Regions from separate parts of the Mus musculus genome. Here region 1 is linked to region 2. Evidence: chromatin contacts called from public promoter capture Hi-C data. All regions are on one chromosome and are shown on one strand. Each heading gives the region's core, a stretch centred on a gene start, on an enhancer-like site or on the middle of the called end of the contact. The rest is flanking DNA. Distances are from core to core; before and after follow the strand shown.

Region 1 (2,700 bases), core at 121-2,620, 140 kb before region 2:
CTCTAGATGCAGGGAAGCATAAAGGCACAGAGACTCGTGGCCCTTTCTTTTCCTCTCAATTCTTTTGCTACGTGAAAGTGCCAGCAAGGAACAAGGCATTCAAGGAATCGCTAGCTCTGATCCCCAAAAAAGTTGCCAGGAAAGCTGCATTCTGAGGTTGATTTTCTTCCTTCCTTCTGTCTGTCTCACCTCTCATTATTCTTCCGTTGGAAAAAAAAAAAAAAAAAAAAACATTCCAAACAGTGTCTTCCAGGACCTGTCCATACAGTTCTATGCTAGTGTCTTCCAGGACCTGTCTTTAACCATTCTCAGCAAAGACCCCTTTATCAACAAGTCTTAACAATAGCATAAAGATGCGTGGTGACCTAGACGATTACCTAAACACTAGGAAGGCTGAGACAGGATCTCCGGGAGTTCTAGGACAGCCTGGGCTACAGAAAGCATAAAACATCATCAACAACAGCAGCAGGAGCTGCTGCACATTCACACAAAGCAGGGAGTGGTCTTTAATATAGATACAGGCTGATTAAGGAGACTGACAGGTGTTGGGTACCTCCATCCACCTCCTCACTCATTTACCTCTGATTGTTCTTTCCTGGTGCAGGAGCCCTGAGAAGGCAAGAGACTAAATAAGACTTGGCTGTTGATTGGCCGGAGGTCAGGTCCCGTCCCTCCCGACTCCCACCCCCCTGGCATGGGAGATGGGCCAGGCCTGGCCTCACCCTTCCACTGGGTAAATTTCTGGAGGGACTGTGCAGACGTCTCTCAACCCTGAGTGCACTCCTCCAACTAAAGCCCATTCATTGTTTCACAAATCTGAGGAGTCAGCCCCAATAGCACAAAGGAAGCTAAGACAGGAAGATCAGGCAAACTTGCCACAATACACCCCGTCTGTCCGGCTCTCTAAAATCTGTGGCCCCGCCGCTCTCACGCACAATCTGACAAGAAATGCCCGCCGGCTTTGCCCGGTCAGCCCCGGTCCCAGACTCTAATCCCCCGAGGTTTCAGCCACGTGAGCCTTTCCACCGCGGAGCCAGGCGGCTTCTCCCACCCAGGTGTCGGGCCCTCGTGGCTCCACCGAGGGAGCGGCTCCACCCGGGTCCCCGCACGCTCTCACCGCGCTCGACAGCCCTACTTGAGGCTCGGCAGTCCTGCCGTTCCCAGCGCTCGGCTTCTGAGCCGTAGCCTCGGACCACAGCCACACAAAGGGCTGGGCGCGCGTTCCAGCCTCGACCAGAACGCAGCGGCGTGAAACCCAGGAAGGGGCCCTTGCCAGAAGTCAGGAATCCGCTACTTTGTCCCTCTGCTTCCGTTCTGCTCCGTCCGCAGGTAACACATCTCAAGTGGCTGTCTGCCAAGGTCAGAAATTTAGATCTGAAGAAGCCCAATGCCTGAATGCCACGCCTTCTCGTCCCGCCTACTGTTGGTCTTCACTGGTCTCAGCTGCGCTAGGAAATTCCATTTCCTAAGATAAGTATTTACTCCTGGGGTGGGGAATGGGAGTGGGGGATGGGGGTAGGGGGTGGTGGGAGGGACGGGTGACTCAATTTCCGTAATTCCTTGTACTAGGCAGCTGAAAGTGAGTTCCACGCCTGCCTGGGCTACACAGTAAAACACACACACACACACACACACACACACACACACACACACACACACACACACACACACACACACACACACAAATAAAATAAGGTAAGACTAAAGAAAAACTGGAACACTTCGCAGACAAGTAAAGTGGGCCGTGGAGCAACATCTTAGCTAAAGTAAAATCCAAGAAAGCACAGGAGACTTAGACTATAGTTACAGGATAGCTCAGTAGTTAGAGAGGATTCCAGGACACCTAGCACAGAGAGACCTGTAACCAGGGAACCCCACACTCTTCGTTTGGTACCATCCCATATGTGGCATTCACTCATACAGACTCAGGACAATAAAAATAATGATTAAAAAAAAAAAGATACAGACACTTCACAGGTATCACATCACGGTCAAGTCGTATTAGTGTTTCACATACCAAATTCACTTCAGTCTCTCTCTGTAATCCTTTCTTTTGTTTGTTTGGATTTGTTTTTAATAAGTTCCATTGGAATTATAACACTTAACCCAGGTCTCAGGCAGCCAAAGCACAAACATAGTTGGGGAGGGTGATAGGAAAGTATAGAAGGTACTAGGTTGCTGGGTGGTGGTGGCGCTCGCCTTTAATCCCAGCACTTGGGAGGCAGAGGCAGGCAGATTTCTGAGTTCAAGGCCAGCCTGGTCTACAAAGTGAGTTCCAGGACAGCCAGGGCTATACAGAGAAACCCTGTCTCGAAAAACCAAAAAAAAAAAAAAAAGAAGAAGAAGAAGGATTGAAGCAATCCATATGTAACAGGCCTGTAGTGAGGTAAAAGAACAAACAAACAAACAAAAACCACGCTTTCCGTCAATAATGAACTGTTTCTCACCCTGACTTCAAATTACCTTATTTACAAAACTGAGCAACCATAATTAGCTGATTTAGGTTCTTCAACTTTAAATAAATAAATAATTTATTTATTTATTATTTACTTACTTTCTTAGAGACAGCTCTTCCTAGGAACTCACTATGGAGCCATGCTGACCTTGAATTCAAGACCCCCTCGACTCAGTGATTGAGTGTATACTGGCTTCTGGTCCTTAATTCTTGAGGTGGAAACACCATGTTGGCCAGCAGGTAGC
Region 2 (2,700 bases), core at 125-2,624:
GTGTGTGTGTGCGCGCGCTTGCGCGCTCGTATTCTGGCATAAATGTAGAAATCAAAGGACAACTTTGTGGAGTGAGTTCTTGCCTTCAACCATGTTGGTCCCAGGGCTAGAACTCAGGTCTTTGGCTTGGCAGCAGTTGCTTTTACCTGATGCGGCATCACACCGGCCCATGTTAAATTTTTTAATGACACCGTGGTTGTGTGGATGAATTCCTCACTCTGAGGAGATATATGTTGTATTTATGGAAGAGAGAGCAGATGGCCCAATACTTACAAAATTCAAAAATGCACAAAGGCATTCATGCCACTATTTCTCCACACTATCAATAAATTTGAATGTTTCTCATAATAAGGGTGAGAAAAATATTATAAGACAAAAAGTAAATATTAGTAGTATATTTAAGTTAGTCCAATGTTTCCAAAAATATTTTTGAGCATAGAGTCAACATGAAATACTAGCGATATATCACATGTCTCTGTAGTGATGTGAAATCGTTTATACAAACAGCACATCTCAGCCAGGGCCGACCACATATAATTAGACAGCTGTTCTAAGGATGCATTGTCAAGTGGGAAGGTAGGGCAGGAAGAAGGGGTGTGTGAAACATGAAAATAGGTGGGATAAAAAGACCTGGTGAGCACGAGGGTCTGGCTTTGTCCACAGGGCAGGTGAATGCCTAGGGATCCTGGCAGCTTGTCCACAGGGCAGGAGAATGCCCAGGGACCCTGGCGGCTTGATCTCTGACCCAGTTTTGGGAAGAGCTGGAATCCAAATACCCCAATGCCTTCTGTCTTGTGGCTGTCAAACTCTCTGATCCTTAGAAATCCTCTTTGCCTTTCAATTTGTATCTCTTTCTCCACACTTGTCCCAATGAGTTGTTATTAAATTGGTTGTTCTGGAGTAATTTCTTGGGGTGGTGGTGGTGGTGGTGGAGGTGGTGGTGAGTGCATATTGCCAGACGAGGGGAACGTGCATTTGGGCTCGAAATTCGAGGTCAGTCTCAACATCACAGGCTGGACTCTGATGCCACTGCCAGCCTCCTAGCCTGAACTATGGCTCTCACCTGCCCAGCGTGACAGGAAGCGGCTCCTCCCCAATGGCCTCACCTCTCTGTAGCCAAGAGATTCCAGGAAACCCCATTTCCAAGTGACCTCATGATGCAATACGCTGCTCCCCACCCAAGGGACCGAAGGCGACAGGAGTGGAGAGCTAGGTCACCTGCCTGCCCCTGGGAAACGCTGGGTAGTCAAGACGCCCTGGAGTTTGGACCTGCTTAGCTGCTGGGTTCTGGGCGTGGCAGCCAGGTGACCTCGCTGAGCTGACATTCCTGCCTTTCTTTCAGCCTCCGATTCCTTTGCTTCTGTGACAGTGACGCACTTAAAAGTGACTCAGTTTCAGGGAAAGGAAATTGGAGTGGACCGAGTCAGAAGACTGTGGACAGGCAGGGGAAGGCACGGTGATGCCCTCAACCCGGTCCCTGCGGGGACTTCACCAAGTAGCCTGTCCTGTCTGCACCCGACCCTTGCAGGATGCGGTGACCACAGCCTGCGGACACACTGTCTGCCTACTCTGCCTCCCGCGCACCCCAATGGGAGCCCAGCTGCTGTGCCCTCTCTGTCAGGGGGCAGAAGAGGAGAAAATCCAGGCCGCAGTGGCCCCGGTGTCCCTAGGTCCCCTGAGCGAGACCTACTGTGAAGAGCACGGAGAGAAGATCTATTTCTTCTGTAAGACAGACGCGGAGCTGCTCTGCGTGTTCTGCAGGGAGGGCCCCGCCCACCAGGCACACACTGTGGGGTTCCTGGATGAAGCCATCCAACCCTACAGGGTAAGGAGCTGAGGCGCTGCTTCGTGGGGGCAGGATGGTGACCTGATGTGGGTGAGTGAAGGAAAAGGGATAGAGATTTACTGTCTAAAATCCTCTCAGTCCTCCTCTTTGCTCCTGGTTTCCCTGCGGGCACATACACCTTACTTACCACACACTTTCTATCTCCATAGTGCCACCCAACCCAATTCTTGCCCTAAATGGTGATACAATGAAGGTCAAGGATTAGGACTCTTGTCAGTTTGAATCTCTCAGCCTCGGTGGTGTGTCCACAACATAGCACACGGTATTTGCCAGTGGGATTATTCACCGACCCTCTGCTTTCTTTTTTCTGACAGGATCGTCTCAGGAGTCGGTTAGAAGCTCTAAGAATGGAGAGGGACAAGATAGAAGATAGGAAATGTCAAGAAGACCAGAAGCTCCAGGAGGTTCTGGTAAAGATCACACACACACCTATGGCTGTCTGTTCCTTTGTTCCAGTTTGTTTGTTTAGGTACAGAGTCTCATGTAGCTCAAACTGGCCTCAAAGTCACTACTTAGCGGATCCTATTTTCTCTGCCCCCACAGGTGCTGGAATTACAGGCATGTGCCACCATCCTAACATGTTGGGTAGCTAGCTCAGTATGAACAGTGGTTGCGTAGAATACATGGAGCCCTATATTCAATACTCAGCACTGAATAGGAGTGTTCTATAATTGCAGCACTTGGGTGATGGAGTTAAGAGCGTCAAAAGCTCAATGTCATCTTTGACTTCATTGTGAATTGAGTTTGAGGCCAGCCTAGAATGCATAAGACATGGACATGTATCTCAAGAAAAAAAATAAATTACAACAGTTATTCATGAGTCTAAAGAAGACATAGTAGTTAGTTTTGTGTGG

The links. Capture Hi-C pulls out chosen DNA fragments and counts their contacts.
Region 1: a contact with region 2 is called in a promoter capture Hi-C map of adipose tissue. The contact joins the promoter of Zfp57 here to the promoter of Trim15 in region 2. A contact is called at or near these places in 3 of 39 promoter capture datasets (the HPC-7 cell line, cranial neural crest and maxillary cranial neural crest), 3 of 115 datasets of contacts at active chromatin or transcription factors (embryonic stem cells, extraembryonic endoderm stem cells and pancreatic cancer cells) and 3 of 9 other capture datasets (adipose tissue, liver and pancreatic islet).

Annotation. Positions count from the first base shown.
Region 1 is chr17:37,001,195-37,003,894 of GRCm38.p6, reverse strand. It overlaps Zfp57 (zinc finger protein 57), which reads right to left and starts at 1,370. Exons shown (of 5, transcript NM_001013745.2): 1 at 1,118-1,370; 2 at 580-609.
Region 2 is chr17:36,865,861-36,868,560 of GRCm38.p6, reverse strand. It overlaps Trim15 (tripartite motif-containing 15), which reads left to right and starts at 1,374. Exons shown (of 7, transcript NM_001024134.2): 1 at 1,374-1,825; 2 at 2,161-2,256. The coding sequence starts at 1,460.